Regions from separate parts of the Mus musculus genome. Here region 1 is linked to region 2. Evidence: chromatin contacts called from public Hi-C data. All regions are on one chromosome and are shown on one strand. The core of a region is the stretch at or near the end of the contact, and the rest is flanking DNA. Distances in the headings are between cores, read along the strand shown. Region 1 has its middle 150 kb from the start of Gm36372. Region 2 overlaps Gm36235 (a long non-coding RNA gene).

Region 1 (4,719 bases), core at 1,508-4,007, 380 kb after region 2:
CAAGAAGTGGACTTTCTTGCATGGATCTGGGTTGGTGTGGGGAGGAGAGACACAGTGAACTATGATGACCAACCTAGGCAGTGGTAGTTGATATGGTAGTCAGCCACTTCTGACCTATGTCTCTCCATCTCAATTAATTTAACTAATATAATCCCTCATAGGCATGCCCAGAGACTGATTTAATCCATCAAAGGTGTGCCTGGAACAGTGGTTCTCTGGGGGGGGGGGTGTCAAATGACCTTTTTCACAGAAGTCACCTTACCAGATATCCTGCATATCAGATATTTGTATTATGGTTCATAACATAATTTTAAGGTTGGGGATCAACACAGCATGAGGAATTGTATTAAAGGATCGTAGCACTAGGATCGTCTAGGATCGTAGCACTAGGATCTGGAGTCATCTAGGAGACTGACCCTCCCTGGCCTGCAGGATCAGTCTCTTAGATGATTCCAGATCCTATTAAATTATTAACAGTAATCACTACAATATGGAAGAGAGTGGACAGAGGAGAAATTTACAAGTCAGGGGTAAAAGGTAAACTTGGACATCCTGCTCTGTATCCCAGACCCTTAGTAAAAGGCAAGTCGCTCTGCTTTTCAGGGTCTTTGTCTTTTCAAATGAAAAGACAAAGCCTGCCCAAATCTTTCAGTATCATGCAACTGTGACTGGCTAAGCAGGGGAGAGTCCCTGTCAGTGTCCCCCAGGTGACATAATCCAAAGGAAAATGTGGGTTTCAGCATCGCACAGTCACTGAACCATTCAGCTTCTGCACCCTAATTGGCAGCTTTCTAAGCAACTTCTCCCGGTTCTCATTTTCTCCGGGCAGTAGAGTATACTTTGGCATCAGAATGGGAGGCTTGGGGTGGTCGCCCGGTTTCTTTCCCTCCAGTGGATGGGGCATCATGGCCTTAAACCAGAACCATCTGTGCAAAATGACTGGGAGGCACACAAAGTGCCGGAACCACAAAATTCCAGCTTTGCTTTTGGCTTTCTGGCAAGAAAAGACTGAAAAGTCGGCTCTCGTTTCTCCAAATATTTCTCGCCACAGAGTCTGTGCAGACTGCCTCCAACTCTCCATCGGCAAACCTGGGCAGTTTGGGGACTTTGTTTTGCTTTGTTTTGTTTTTAGTTCGGTTGTTTGGTTGGTTGGTTGGTTGGGTTTTTTTTTTGTTTGTTTGTTTGTTTGTTTTTTGTTTTTGTGGCCTGCTCTCAAATGGTTTTGGAGGCATTGGCAGAACGCACATTAAGGCCATAGTATTGGCTGAGAGTCAGATGATTTCTTTTTCAAAAAGGAGAAACTTCATAAGCCTTACCTTGTGCACACACAGGTGTATAGAAGAAAAAAAAAATGTGGTTTTTCTTCTTGCATTCAGGACTCACTCGCCTCGGCCCAAATTTGAAAAACAGGTTGGGTTTTAGGGGTGTTGCTTTTTTAAATGTTGTTTCTGGTTATTTGGTTTGGTTTGGTTTAGTTTGGGATTTTTCCCCTCACTAAAGTTGTCTGCTAAATACTTGAGGTAAAATCCAGAGACCTGAAGTCTTTGGCCTACTGTCTGTGCCATCTGCACACCTGCATGGTGACACTCAAGAGTCCTGTATGACAACTGATGGGGACCACAGTTCGCTTGGCTCACTGGAGTGGTACCAAGAGAGTTACAAAACAGCGAGAGCTTCCGAACCCGTCACTCTCCTCTACACCACAGAAAGGCTTAAAGATCCAAAGCAAACCGGAGCTTGCTCAAGTTTCAGAGATGTCAAGTCATGTGGTCTAAGGCGAACAAATGTTTCTGGCTATAAATACTCAACAGAGTGTTCCAGCTCACTCAGCCAAAACCTAAACGCTGTGAGGTTTCACCCAAACGAATGGTTCCTTAAATAAACACAACGTCAGGGCAAAAGTGAGCAGCAAAACTTGCAATCAAGGACTGACACGAGAGGCGCCGTCTCGTGGAAGAGAGAGGCTGCACCTGGACGGCTGGTAACAAAAGTTAACCGAGGGCCCTTAGCAGGGCAGGCAGTGGCCAAGCAAGCCCTAGTCCCTCAGTGTGTTAACCCTCCCTCAGGTCCGCCAGGATGAGGACACTACCATCCAACACCATTGATGCGGGAAAGCCAAGCCCCCAGATAAATAAGAAAACCTAGCACATCATGGACGTCAAGGGTGTCTGGTGGCAAAGCCACTGGCCCTCTGTGCCAGGACCCACTGTGCCCAGCAAGGTCAAGAATGCTGGTCTTACCCTGGATTCTTCATCACTGGGAGGCATCCATGTCTTGGGAACCACTGAGTTTAGGGCTGCAGAGACAAAATGCCACAAACCAAGTAATTTAACACAACAGACACATTCTCTTACCATGCCCAGAACCATAGAAAATACACACTCTCTCTCTCACACACACACACTCCATACACATACACACTCATAAGCACACCACACTCCCACAGACACACAGTCACATGCACACCACGCTCAAACACACACACACATACATTCACATGCACATCCCACACACATACTCTACACACTCCAAACACACCACACACTCTCTCTACACACACACACTACACAATCACATATACACCACACACTCACATGCACACTCACACACACACACACACACACAAGAATTTTTAAATTTATAACTGGTAAATAAAACTCAAAGCAAGGAAGCTGTAAAAAGTACACGGGGGAAAGAAAACCCATCTGGGCAAGAGGTATTTGCATATTCTGTTAGATATACTTCCTGCCAGGTGTGTGCAGCACATGGCCAGTTGCAAATTTGATTATTGGAGAAATTTTGAAAAGTTAGATGCCTGCTGAACCCCCAGGGTTCTTTTCCCCTGCCTTCCACTGCTCCCTGATGCAATATTACATGGCTGTGTTTTATCCTCCAATTTCTGTCATCTTCCTAGAAATGCATGGTTTGCCTAAGTGTGGAGCATGAAGGCCTAACTCCCTCAGCTTGCAAGAATACTAAACTAAGTAGGAATTGTTTTGGTGTGTGTGTGTGTGTGTGTGTGTGTGTGTGTGTGTGTGTGTGTGTGTGTGTTGATGATGATGATGATCAATTTTGATTAGCACATACAGTACTGGCTTTCACTGTGACATTTCCAAGAGTCATTTGTTTTTGTTGATTTTACTTCTCCTCCTTAGCCCCACCCTACACACACACACCTGTCCACCCCAGTAGAATCTTATCTGCTTTTAGGCCATATGAGTTTTACTGCCCTCTTCCTGTTCTTTGCCACCCTTTATTTCCAGTGTGTGGTCTCCATTGTAGTTTTATTGCCTCTACATAATTATACCTGCATACACACACACACACACACACACACACACACACCTATATACACACATACATGTGTGTGTGTGTGTGTGTGTGTGTGTGTGTGTGTGTATCTGTGTATCTGAGTATCTTTGTATATGTGTATGTGTGGACCCACATACAATAGAGAAATGTGATATTTGCTTTTCTGAGTTAATAAAATATATATTAATATATTTAATATAATAATTTCACAGGTCACCCATTTTTCTGAAAATGTCTTAACTTTATTTTTCTGGATAAAACTGCACTGTACATGAATAGCACATTTTCATTACCCTAAATAGGAATTCTACAATATTACAATGTAGTCTACAAAGCTTCGACCGGTACTCTAGGAAGTAGCACAACTGACAGAGGGGATGGCCAGAAGGTCCTATCAGTGGCCCCCAGTTCTGTATTTGTCCATATAAGAGCGTTCTTCATTTGCATGTCACCATGGCTGTCAGATGGGGACCTTTGCTCTAGAGCAGTGGTTCTCAACCTTCGTAATGCTGAGGCCCTTTAATACAGTTCTTCAGGTTGTGGTGATCCCCAAACATAAAATTATTTTTGTTGCTACTTCATAACTGTGGTTTTGCAACTGTTATGAATTGTAATGTAAATATCTGATATGCAGGTTATCTGATGTGGGACCACCTCACCAAAGGGGTTGTAACCCACAGGTTGAGAATCACAGCTCCAGACACTGATCTGCCTTGGCCTTGCCTGTGAATACTGTAGCTGTTTAACATAAAATGAGAAACTCCAGGTCAAAGCTACAGAGTGGAGAGGGCTGAATAGAACAGAAAATCAGAGGGAACATCAACAACAACAACAAATTTTGTTTGAAGGTTCCACACTGAGTACATGGGCAGATGACTTGGTGGGTGAAGTGTTCACTGTCCAGATATGAGAATCACAGTTTGAATCCCCAATACCCACATAATGTTGGGTTGAACATATGGCCTACCTGTTAATTCAATGCTGGGAAGAAGACGCCAGAGCACCTGGGGGTAAGCTCTCTGTGGCTAGTTTGACTAGCAAAATAGCAAGCTCCAGGTCTAACAAGAGAGCCTTGCCTCAGTGAGCAAAATGAGGCAAGACTGAAGAAAGAAGCACGCTGTGTTAACTTCTGATGTCCACACATGTGTGTGCTCCTGCCACAATCAAACTTAATACTTGCCACATTAACTGGGATGACTGGTATACAAAATATATACTTAATTATGTACAAAAGTACATGTGCATAAAAGCTCTGTAATAAGTGTGGAGAATCTGATAACAAGCAGTGTGACAGTGCCTCAAAAATTAACACAGGGTGGAGAAATGGTTCAATGTTTAAGAGCACTGTCTGGTCTTCCGGAAGACCAAGGTTTGATTCCCAGTACTCACATGGCAGCTCACAATTGT
Region 2 (4,653 bases), core at 1,398-3,897:
TCACTTCCCAGTAGCTTCGCATAGAAAACCTTTCCCCTTGTGGCAATTTGCCCGTAATACAGACAAATTTAGTACATGATTCACCCCCAGCCCTCCTAGGAGATTAATTCTGGCAAAGTTTCCTATGTTGGTTAGTTTTAATTGTCAACTTGACACAACTTAGAATTATCTGGGGAGACAGTCTTCATGAGCAATTGTATAGATCAGGTTGGACTCTAGGCACATCTGTAGGGGGTCTTGGCTGCTAATTGATATAGAAAGACCCACTCTGGATGTGGGTGACATCATTTCATAGGCTGGACCCTGCACTGTGTGACAGTAAAGAAAGTAGCAGCTGACCATACAAAAGCAAGCTCTTGACTACACGTGGTGGGGCCAGCCAACTAATATGCCTGCTTCCATGATTACTTTGAAATTACTGAACATAACCTGAAATTGTAAATTAAAATAAAACTCTTCTTTCTCTAAGTTGCTTTTAGTCAGGGAACATTATCACAGTGACAGAAATAAAACTAGAATACCCCCTTTACAGGGTTAGACATGAAAAAGAGGCTAAGATTATTGCTCGCTCTCTCACTGATTCAGGCTTTGGAGTTGATCGTTCCATTTTGTCAAGGAGACTGGACAGAAAGGAAAGAGGCAACAACTTGAGAGCATGTCTTTTCAATTGTTTGCGAGCAGTGTGGAAGGAAAAGATCTTGCCACAGTGAGTTGGAGGTTTAGCAATGAATCTTTGAGGCTGAATGTCCTGTGGTTTGGTGGTGTGATTTTTTTTTTCAGTTCTTCAGTTGTAGCCCTGGGATCTGGCATCTCTGCCCTAGAACATTCTTCTCAATAACATGGGTCTATGCTATTCAAAGCATACTTCTAAGATACCTAACAAATGTCTCTGGGCCTTAGCACCATTAGCTGTGTGGCGAGTGAGGTCCGAATCAGTAGACTTAAATGCCATTCCCACCTTGGTGAGCGTCCCTCTATGAATTCAACTCTGTGTGCCTGCATGTGTCCCAGTGCCCTCTGGTTTCTTGATGGATGTCACAAGAGAAATTCTCTCACTATAGCGGAGGGAGGATCCTTGCTTGACGTGTTACCCTTCAAAGTTGTTTCCAAGCCAAAGATTTTTGAGATGACTTTGTGGCGAGGAAGACCATGAGTCATGCTGAGCTTACTAATTCTATTTCTGGAAACCGTGGGAGGTGGTGTGATGTTGTGGAGAACAACAGAGCACTGCAGACACCCTGGTCTGGGATTGGATCTTGATTGAAGCTCACCAGCCTTGTGGGACTGAAGTAGTACTCTGACTCTGGACCTCACTCCCTTTCCCTGTGAAATGGGTTGTTGAGTTGTTAAAAAGACTCATAATACAGCATCAGGACACTATATGCTACATGGACAGGACAGAACATACCTTCTGGAACATACTGCCAGGAAGTATAATAGTCTTGAAGCTTCACAGACACTGAAGGTGTAGGACACCATATTGTTTTCAACTTCAGTGTTGCCTTCTAGTAACACTGTAAGAACGTAATTATATACTCTCCTTAATGGTCAAAGATACCCAATACATTATCCAGAAAATAATTGTTTCAATTATACCATTTAACCCTCATTCTCTCACATCTAACATAGAAATAATAACAGCTTCATTGTTTGCTGAAGTTAAAAGAAATTGTAAGTAAACTTGTTGAATTTGAATAGGGTTTAAATGCATCTATCCTTTTAGAGATCGGATAGGTGCTGTGTGATGACTCTGCTGTATGCCACATGAGCTCTGTCTATAAAAATGCTAACTAGTATGTATTGAATTCTTCTGTGGTCCAGGGGTTAACAAGATATTCTATACATTTTTCAAAGCAACATCCTGAGAAGGCTCCATTGCTTTAATTTTGAAAATGAGGAATGTGTTCTTTAGATAGTTAAAGGAACCTTCCCAATTCCCCTGGATACCATTCTGGGTCTCCAGCCACAAAGTCTGTGACTTCCCCAATACATGAGCCTTGGCTCTTGTTCTTCATTACTGCATAGACAGCCATGCAGGACTCCTGTCCTTGGGAAGAACATCGTGATTGGATAGAAAGGTCTTGAGGCTGATTCTTTCCGTTGGGGTGGAGATGTAGTACCTGCCCAGGCTGAGCTTCCCCTAAAGTCAGTCACAGAGCTAGAGATGGAGAATTGGGCATTAAATTCCTTTTGTCTTAATGCAATACCTAACAGGAAGGAGAGGAGGAAAGCACATCATGGCCAAACAAGAGGAGTGGCATTTCCAGAGCAGAACAAGTTTGAAAAGAGAATCCCAAGCCCTACAAAACCAAAGAAAGTTTTTGATATAAAGCAAACCATGGCTGCCATGCTATATTTGCCCCTGCATATGTGAAACCACCATTTACAGAGGACAGTTAAAATATTTCCAAGCCCTGTCATCTGTTTTCTTTTCCTTGGACTATTGATAGTTCTTTTGACAACTCTGGGACCCACTGACTTAAGACTAGTGGCCCTGGAGAATTATTATTGGTGAACCTCAAACCAGATACCTTATGTGGAAGTAGTCACCAGGGGAGGGATGGGTGGCATCTACATGCCAAGGCACAAGGTTGAATCAGCAAAGATCTCTCTCTGATCTGTATTCTTATGTTTAGACATAAAGCCCAGACAGACAGTGTGACACCTGTCTTTCACACCAGAAAACCAGGGTCTAACATCTGCTCTGGTGGCTTCATTCTGACTTGTGGCTTTGAGCTGGCTAGTTCCTTCCTCTTTTCAGCCTCTGGGTCTTACACTCTGAAGCCTTCCACCAGCCACCAAGCCTCTGATTGCTTTTGCGCCTCTCCATCTTCTAATTTCGATTTTAGATCTCCTTTGCAAGTTTGCATGGCATTTCTTTATCCACATACTTCCTGTAACATGTTTCTCGAGATTTTTCATTCGTGGGTAGTTATCTACTGATCTCGCCAGCAGGAAAGACCTTCACAGAGCTTCCTATCTTAAGTGCATTTAAGGTTTAATGTACAGGGGCTCTTCCCCAAGGAAGACTTCACAAACAAGTCACAAGTTTGTGCAGGACATTTCTAGACCTCCTGAGAAGCCATCTAGACAGACTGTCCCTCAGAGATAACTATTATCAAATGCTCTTCTTTCCTATCCTTAACTGTGCTGAGATCCTGAGATGTTACAGCCCATCCCCCACCCCAAAGAGAGTATAGTAGGAAGTGTGTACAAAAGTGTGTACTTAAGCCCCCACCTCCCACCTGCCTCTGACACTCAGTCTCTGAGCAGGCTTGAGGTGGTCACTTCTGAAGGAAGTGCTGAGGGGGGGTTGGGTGGCTAATCCCATTGTATCAGCTTTCCTGGGAAGTAATTCACACAAGCATACAGTTATATTAATTATTAACTGCTACATTTCAGCCCCAGGATACCTGCTAGGCAAATTCTCTACCAGAGAGCTATGCTCTCCTCTTCTGAATTTTGCTTTCAGAGACTGAGCTGTTTACCTCTGCCAATTAACATGTTACTACGTCATCTCCTTCTGCCTCTTTTTGGTATAGTTTTGACTGTGTAGCTGGCTTAAGCCAAGCTTGTAGTCACACCAGGCCTGCTGGGCAGCACTGATTTGCAAACCCTGGTCTCTGCTAGCTTTTGGAATGAGTAGCCCTGACCTTCTCATGCCTGTTCAGCTAGTGTGGGGCAGGAAGGGGAAGGGTGGAGGAGAGTTCCCACCCTTTCCTGCATAACAACACAGGACCTCAAACGTGCACCCGCTACCCAAACAGCCAACAAAAGAACACTGTCTTCATGTGCCTTGTGTTTCTCCTTGCCCAAGTCCTCACATGAAATCATCCTTTAAATCCTTAAATTGTGCTTTTTAAAAAGGCTCTTTCAACCAGGCAAAATTGCCTCATTATTTGCAAGAATGTATCCACAATGCAAAAATAGTATATGAAAGAAAAGCTGCATCAATTAATATCCACATCTTACTCAGCTCTAGACAATAATTGCTAAAAAGAATGATTTCTACTAATTTAACATATTATCTGGGGTATGAAGAATCTTTCCTCCATATGGAGAGAAAAGAAGCACTCAGATTGGTCTGAGCAGTCCATGAGCCTTCTACCTGGCCTTTGTATTGTTATTATCATTATTATTATTATTTTAAATAACCCTGCTTATTATACTTCAAGAGGTTCCAGACAAAAAATTAGCAAGTTGTCTGCTGATGAATCACTGACAGCAAAGGCTGCAGACAGTGGAAGCAGCTGCCACACTTAGGGAAGACCTAGCAGATTGCAGGAAGGGAGCCAGAAAGCCCCAAGAATTGCCTCTTGGAGGCCTGTTTGACTTTCTCCAGCTTGCACTATTCAGTTTCCTCACCAGGACACTGGCGAGAAGGCTCTGCCGCAGATGTCTCTGGAGCTGTAGATTGGCATTTGGACATTTCTCCGTGTCTCCTGATGAAGCCAGGACTTGGCTACGGTGGTTCTCACAGGAGTGCACACAGGCAGGAGGACCCTGGTATGCCATGGCTTTCTCCTTCCTAACTTAGCTTTGTTTCCAAAACTCAGCTTTAATGACTGAATTAATTTACTATGTGCAGGGAGAAAGTCGCAAAGCCTGCCATTACAACCCACTTGCATCCCCAGTTCATGCCCTGTGCCCTCT

What was found. A called contact is a pair of places that touch in the nucleus more often than the background predicts.
Region 1: a Hi-C map of pre-B cells shows a contact between it and region 2, with 2.5 times the contacts expected there. The contact joins two enhancer-like sites. A contact is called at or near these places in 1 of 39 promoter capture datasets (the C10 cell line), 1 of 15 datasets of contacts at CTCF or cohesin (large pre-B cells), 5 of 484 Hi-C or Micro-C datasets (B cells, myocytes and pre-B cells) and 2 of 115 datasets of contacts at active chromatin or transcription factors (CD8 T cells and large pre-B cells).

What each region holds. Positions count from the first base shown.
Region 1 is chr12:16,381,879-16,386,597 of GRCm38.p6, forward strand. No RefSeq gene overlaps it. Among named protein-coding and RNA genes, the nearest start is that of Gm36372, 150 kb to the left of the region's middle. Within about 2 kb of position 2,758, at least 44 of the 459 cell types and tissues checked have an H3K27ac peak or open chromatin away from gene starts, as enhancers often do. A contact at or near this core is called in B cells and pre-B cells, where this site is marked.
Region 2 is chr12:16,005,729-16,010,381 of GRCm38.p6, forward strand. It overlaps Gm36235 (a long non-coding RNA gene), which reads right to left. Exons shown (of 8, transcript XR_872507.1): 2 at 1,409-1,514. Among named protein-coding and RNA genes, the nearest start is that of Gm36235, 7.5 kb to the right of the region's middle. Within about 2 kb of position 2,648, at least 112 of the 459 cell types and tissues checked have an H3K27ac peak or open chromatin away from gene starts, as enhancers often do. A contact at or near this core is called in B cells and pre-B cells, where this site is marked.